Linked DNA regions of Ovis aries: region 1 is linked to region 2. Evidence: chromatin contacts called from public Hi-C data. All regions are on one chromosome and are shown on one strand. The core of a region is the stretch at or near the end of the contact, and the rest is flanking DNA. Distances in the headings are between cores, read along the strand shown.

Evidence for each region. A called contact is a pair of places that touch in the nucleus more often than the background predicts.
Region 1: a Hi-C map of hypothalamus shows a contact between it and region 2, with 5 times the contacts expected there. The contact joins the promoter of LOC101115554 here to the promoter of HS3ST3A1 in region 2. A contact is called at or near these places in 10 of 16 Hi-C or Micro-C datasets (blood, hypothalamus, liver and 5 more).

Annotation. Positions count from the first base shown.
Region 1 is chr11:31,991,087-31,994,690 of ARS-UI_Ramb_v3.0, reverse strand. It overlaps LOC101115554 (heparan sulfate glucosamine 3-O-sulfotransferase 3B1), which reads right to left and starts at 1,497. Exons shown (of 3, transcript XM_004012715.5): 1 at 814-1,497; 2 at 508-811. The coding sequence starts at 1,054.
Region 2 is chr11:31,580,454-31,583,995 of ARS-UI_Ramb_v3.0, reverse strand. HS3ST3A1 (heparan sulfate-glucosamine 3-sulfotransferase 3A1) reads left to right here and starts at 1,780. Exons shown (of 2, transcript XM_042255686.2): 1 at 1,780-3,142. The coding sequence starts at 2,544.

The DNA of each region.
Region 1 (3,604 bases), core at 248-2,747, 410 kb before region 2:
GCCGCGAGCGGTCTGACCCTTTCGGAAAGTGAACGGACTCCCCGCGGCCTTCGCAGCACGGCGTCGCTCCCACTCCATCCCCATCCGGACAGCAGAAGCTGCTCTAGAAGTTGGTCTGGGGCGGAAACCGTCCCGGACCCGACAGGAAAAATAAAACACGAGACTCGTTTGGGAGGCAGCCGCAGTTAGAGGGTTGCGCGCTTTTCTGAGCACCTTCCCAGTTGCTGGCCTCCTTCCTTGAGGAAAGATCGCCGGATTAATCCCTAGGCACCGTGGGCCGCTGAGCCGCCAGATATTCTGGAGAAGTGTCTCCAGACTGGGGCGAGAGCGGAGCCCAGCGCACCCCGTACGGCGCTGCGGGCCAGCACCGCGAGGTCGTCGCTCGGCTCCCCTTCCCGCCCCTGTGGTCCGAAGTTGTACCCCTGCCAGCTCCCCAGCGTACATGCCACGCCCGCGTCCTCTCGTCAGGATCGCGGCTGGAGCCCTGGCCCTGCCCGGGACACTCACCGGTACCAGGCAAGGCCCTTGTCGTAGCTGCGGTCGAAGAAGTGGGGCTCTGCGCCCACGGCGCGCACGTCGGGGTGCACGCGCAGGAACTCCAGCAGCGCCCGCGTGCCGCCCTTCTTCACGCCGATGATGATGGCCTGCGGCAGCTGCTTGCTCCCGGACCCGCTGAAGAAGCTAGAGATGGGGCTGGGGGAGTCCGGCGTCTCGGGGCTCTGCTCCTCCTGGCTCGTGGCGCCTTCGGCCACCTCTCCGCCCGCAGCCGACTGGGTGGCTGGCGCCGCCGGGAACGGCAGCCTCGGGGCGGCCCGTCCGGACCCGGGGCCGGCGGGGCGTGGGCGGCGCGGGACCCGGAGCCCAGCAGCAGCAGCCCCGGCGCGGCGGCGCAGGAGCCGGCGCACGAGTAGACGAGCAAGTAGAGCCAGACGCAGAGCATGGCGAACAGCAGCGCGAGCCTCCTCCTCACCGGCGGCGGGGGCGGCGGCGGCTGCGGCAGGAGCCGGCCGGGGACATCGAGGCAGGACCGGCCGCCGCTCAGGCGCTGCCCCATGCGCTGCCCGCGCGCGCGGCGAGGAGCATGGCTCAGCACATGGCGCAGGGCCCGCCGGAGCAGGGAGCGCTGCGAGAGTTCCCTGGACGCCGGGAGGTTCGGCTTATTGGCCCCGCGCGCCCGCGGTCGCTGCTGTTGCTCTGCCCCAGGTGGCGGCGGCAGCTGCACGGCCGGCGGCTTTTGACATGTTGCCGGGAGGAGCCACAACTGGAACGAAGGTCGGGTGGTGGCAACTGCCGGCCTGGGGCTGCGACGCCGCGCTCGGGGCCGGCAGAGTTCTGCACTCCGGCGTTTCGACTCCTCCGGACTGTGCGCGCCGCACGGCCGCTCGCCGGGGCTGCCTCCTCGCGGTCCCGTGAACCGAGCTCTGAGCGCAGCCCCGGCGCTTCACCGGCGGAGGCTGCGAAGGAGGACTGCGCAGGAAGAGCGCCGGAGACCGAGACAGAGTGGGCGGGCCCGGCCACCGGGAGTGATGGGTCACTCCACCTACCAGAAACCCGGGGCGCCATGCAAATCCCGCCGCTTGGCTGAGGGTTCGGCAGCCAACCAGCTCCCGGAACATGGGGGTGTGGAAAGGGTTCGGGGGCGGTGGAGAGCAATCGGGGGCTGCTACTGGCTGAGAGACAAGGGGCGGGCCTGGAGGGGCGGAACCAAGGGCTGGTGACAGGCGCAGCTGGGAGGAAGGATGCTGGAGAGACCGCGCGCGCAGGGAAAGCGCCGACCCTCCGATCGCTGCACCCCGGCGCCCGCACACACTTCCGCACTCGTTCCCCAGGAGCCGGGCTCGGCTGCATTTGCCCCTGTGTGCGGACACGTGTCCCCATCCAGATGGTTCGCCGGCGGGATCGTGGTGTGTGCGCGCGTTAGAAGTAGGGAAGGGGTGGAAGCGCAAGTCTGGTCGGAGATGCCCTCCCATCCCACTCCGGGACTCGGAGGGGGGCCCTTCCGGAACTGGCACGGGTTTAGGAAGTTTAAGTGGAAATCGCTGGCGAACTTTTTTCTTTAAGTCTCCTTCTTACTCTTTGCTGGGAGTTGATCTCTCTCGGGCAGCAGGTTAACGCGATCGGTGGATCGTTAGATAGTTCCTGAGGAACTATCCTTAGGAAAAATTCTTCCCTCGCTTCCCAAAGTGCTGGAGAAAGGTCGGGAGAAATTAACAGGGAGTTAAAGGCTGTGGGAATTTTTCCCGGCGCCGAAAAGTGTGTGTGAAAGTTGTGTCCGGATATGAGCTGTTGGGGACGTTGGAAAACGTTCTCTTCCCTTCCCATGAATAAATATCAAAGCCAACATTCGCCTGCATCAGGAGTCGGTTTGATTTGCTGACCTGTTACACGAAGTATTAGGTGTTTTCTCTATGTCGAAAGTCAACTAGGAGCAAATCGATCCTGGAGTTGCACTTAAAGTCCACTCCAAGTCTCTTTCCTAGAGTTTCCTCCATAGAGTGACCCGTCCCAGCTTGGCGGCGGCCTCGCTGCTTCATTGATGCGCCGCGTTCCGGTTGGAAGCTTCGGCTCACCCCGGCGGCACTCAGGAAGTTCTGGATGAGAAGACTCGACCCCAGAGGGGTCAGAGGGCCTCCCACGCTTGGCCCCGCGTGGTTCCGGGACAGAACCTTCCTTCCGATCCCAACCTCCACGCGGCCCCAGGCTGAGCGCGGCCCCAGGCTGAGCGCGGCCCCCGCTGCCTTCCCAGTGCGCGCGGGCGGGCGGCGGAACCGCCGAGCCCCGGTCCCCTTGCCGCGCTGTCCCCTCCCGAGGAAGTTCCCGCGGGACCTGTTCCCCTCCGCCCGGAACACACCGAGGACGCCCCTCGGTCATGAGCTTCTAAAGTTGGAAAGTCTGCCGGAGAGCGGGAGCGGCGACCCCGGAGGGTTCTGGTGACCCTGCGGCCCCCACCCGGCCCCCACGCCCAGCTGTGCTCCGAGCGATCTCCTGGTAACTCTGGAGCCCAAGACATTTTCTTATAGAGTGGCTGCGAGGGAAGTAATTTAGAAAGAGGATTCCTCCCCCTTTTATATTCACAGGGAAATTTTATTCCCAGGGTTCTTTTCTTTTCCCCTCTCCTTCGGAAGTGACTTATCTCCCCTCAGTTTTTAATTACATTAATTTATTACTAATTTATTTTAAAGTTCTGAAACATGAGAATGTATTTCTGAGCATTAGCTTAGGCCAACTTTTTCTTTTTCTTTTTTTAAGCGAGAGGGAAAATGTGTCTCCGAAGCGTTTCCTCAAATTCATATTATTTCGGGAAATGAAGTCACTGTCTGCTATCTCTAGGCGGCTTTGAGTTTGTGGACGTCTGTGGATTTGGGGGTGGGTGATAGCGGTTTATGATTTGTGCGTGTTCACACGAATTGTAGCTACCACATGGCTAACTTTGGACGTGGTTGGGTGTGAATGTTATGGTTTGTTTTTGGTTTTCTAAATCAATAATTCTAATTAAAAATGGTCCCTGTCCTGAGGGTATGCAAAGTCCAGTGTAAAAGAAGAAAAAAAAAGTCAGTTCGCCTGATATATTTAGGACTTTTTTTCCGGGGGCGAAGGGAAAGAG
Region 2 (3,542 bases), core at 531-3,030:
TTGGCCACCACCATTTCCAGATGGGAAAACCCAACCATGTTTGTAAACATTTATGGGATTGCACATGTTTTCAGAATAAGTTTAAAATTATCTTCTTCTTTTTTTTTTTTTTCCTGGTCTTACTTCTGCAAGTCAGACTGAAACACCTAGAGATAAACTAAAATATATTAAAGCTCAACTAGATTGTTGACATCCAGTATTAGGACACAATGAGGCATTAAAGCTTGGCAGGACTTACTGCTCATCCTTGTAAAAGCTCATTGCTTTATGGCAGCAGAACCTAACAAACTCTTCACCAGTGGACAGAAAAGGCTGGGATTGGCACTTCATAAACAGAAAACCACGTCCAGCCCTGAGTATTTATCCAGCTGGCACACATACAGCAATTCCACCCAGGCACCCAGAGTCAGAAACCGCCAGATCGCCCTGGAAAGGTTATAAAGACTTCACTTCCACATCAGATGGAACGCGGGAAGGCAAGCGGGCCAAGTCCCCACACTGGGTAGCAGGAGCCCCCCCCCCCCCCGCACCCCAGCTCGGCGGCCGCGGCCAGCCCTGGGCAGCACCCACCGGGCGCCCCGAAAGCCGCCCGCATGGCCTGCAAGGGTGAGGGTGGGGTGGCCAGGCTACCGCCCACATTGTGGGGCATCCTGCTGAGACCAGGAAACCAAGAAATCAGGAACAAATCGGATTGGAATTAAAAACCACCTCATGCAGGTTCCACGGGCCACCTCCCTCCATTAAACAGCAAGGCGATTTGTAGGCCTTTCTGACCCGCTCTCTGAGGAGCGCGGGGAGAGGATGTAGGGTCAGGGGGGGCCAGCGAACCAGGAAACCGCTGCGGGAGAAGACATTTAACTCCTCACTGGGGCGCGCGCACGCTCGCGCACGAAAGCACACACACACACACACACACACACACACACGTACAAACAACACTAAAAGAATTCCTTCATCAAAAACTGGGCCTATGGATTTGGAATCGGAGTTGATTTCTTTAAAAAAAAAATTCTGAATTTCTCCATTTGATTCAGTTATTGGCTCATTTCCTAAGAGGTTGGTCCTTTCCAGGTCCAGGGAAACTTTGATCATCCTAAAGTAACATTCGGGAAACAATGAAATGAAAAAAACTACAAAGCACCAAAAGCTGCTGCGGGCAGAAGGCTTCGCCCAGGAGTCCGCAGTGGACGGCAGGGTAGGTAGGAGGCGAAGCCGCAGCGAAGGAATCCAGTTCGCCCCGGACAGCCGGGGGCGCGGCGCGCGGCACGGTCCCGGGAACCGCCGCCAACGAAACTTCCGAAGGTTGGCGGAGGTGGGGAGCTGGCGGCTCCGGGATCAGGACGGAGCGACCCTGGTGGGAGGGACCCCGAGGACAGGCATCGGAGGGGTCGGGGCTGCGCTGGGCTGAGTGGCGTCGGAGTGGTTTGGGAGCCCCTGATGGAGCGCGGGCCTCGCGGGGTGGAAGTCAGGTCCCGGGGATCCGGCCCCCGCGCCTGCCGGTCAGAGGTCCCAGGAGCCGCCGCAGACCCGGCCTGGCTCCGAGGGGGCGAGGCAGCCGGCTGGGGTGGAGGGGGCGGGGTGGGCGGAGTAGGGAAGGGGCGTCGCCTCGGTCGCCCCCGCCCTCTCCGCGGTCATTGGGCGGCCGCCGCGGGGTCCGCGCCACCTTCTCCCCGGCGCACCCGCCCGCCCCCCCTGCGCTCCTCCGGGGGCTGGTCCGGCCCCGGCCGCTGACGTCACCGGCAAGTTTGCTGCCCTCGGAGCTCCACGTGTGGCGGCGGCGACTGCCCGGGAGGCGGCGGGGAGGCGGGGAGCGCAGTGGCCGCGGCTGCAGACGGGTCCCGCGCAGCCCGGTTCAGCCGCGCCGCTCCCAGGTGGGGCCGAGAGCCGCCGGAGCGGCCGGGCCCGCACGGAGAGGAGCGGACGACTGGGCGCGGCCCCTCTGGCTCCCGCTCCGGCAGAGGGACTCGGGGGACCTCGCCCCAGGGCCGGGAGCGCGCACCCAGGCGGGCCGGACACCGAGCAAGCGGCGGCTTGGAGGCGCTGTCCCCACCGCGGTCTGGAGCGCGCGAAGCCCAGTGGCCCGGGAGCCGCGCGTCCGCTCTCCAGGACCGAGCGAGGGATGCACGATCGCTGAGCTGGGACGCGCGCTGAGAGGCTGCTCCGGCCCGGGGCTGAGACGCACTCCTTCGCCACCCGCCGCCGAGATCCCCGTTCCGGCAACTCTCGGGGACCTGGGGCGCCGAGCGCGGCCCCGGGCTGAGGACTTGGGCGAGTCTAAGACGATGGTTTCTTAAGCACGGCATCACGTCCCCCTTCCCGCCCCCCTCGACCGACCGGAGGCTGGGATCCCGCGCGCGGCTCCGGGGCCTCCATCTCCCGGCGGAGCCCCGGCTGCTGCCGCCGGGGCAGCTCGCACGGCCGCAGGGGCGCAGGGCGATGTGGCCTCGGTCCAGCGCGCAGGAGCCCCCGGAGGATGTCCCGGCACCTGGCGGAGTCCCGGCCTAGCATGGCCCGCGCGCTGCCCGACGTTGCCTCCGGCTAGGATGGCCCCTCCGGGCCCGGCCGGCGCCCACCCCACCTCGGCCGAGCCGCTGTCCCGCAGCGTCTTCCGCAAGTTCTTGCTGACCCTCTGCTCTCTGCTCACGTCCCTCTACGTCTTCTACTGCCTGGCCGAGCGCTGCCAGACCCTATCGGGCCCCGTCGTGGGGCGGTCGGGCAGCGGCGAGGAGGCAGGGACCCCGGGCCGCGGCGTCCTGGCCGGAGGCCCGGGGGAGCTGGCCGCGTGGCCCACGGCCGCGCGAAGGAAGCGCCTCCTGCAAGTGCGGCCGCGGCCGAGGCGCCGGCCGCCCTCCCAGCGAGACGACCGCGAGGAGGCGGCCGGGGAAGAGGAGCCCCCCGGGCTGGCGGGGAGTCTCGGCGGCTCCGGGGCCGGGAGCAGCGTGGCCGAGACTCCGCCGGGGACCTTGGCCCTGCTGCTGGACGAGGGGAGCAAGCAGCTGCCGCAGGCTATCATCATCGGCGTGAAGAAGGGCGGCACGCGGGCGCTGCTGGAGTTCCTGCGCGTGCACCCCGACGTGCGCGCCGTGGGCGCAGAGCCCCACTTCTTCGACCGCAGCTACGACAAGGGCCTCGCCTGGTACCGGTGAGCGGACTTGGGGCAGGGAGGGGGCGGCCGGGGCTCGCGGTGGGGGCCCCAGGAGCCCGTGGCGACCCTCACCGAGTGCATCTCCCTCCCAGATTTCATCAGTGGGCAGAGGGTCACCAGTAGCTGTCCTTAAGACGAGAGGTCTTTCCCCCACCCTACCTCTGTCTAAATATGGAGAAATATTTAGTACTAAACCCCTGTATTTTCCATTTGCCATATAGACATTATTTCCACAGTAAAGTGGATGAGGCCGGGGTGGGGGGCGGTGGATATTTTGGCCTTAGAGACATTTTTCTTCAGGTTTTCGGATTCCTTTCTCCCCAAATAGCCCATCTCTTGATTTTCTCCTACTCTGTGGGAAGGAGAGAGAGAGAAAATGTCCCTGCCAAGTTAGAAA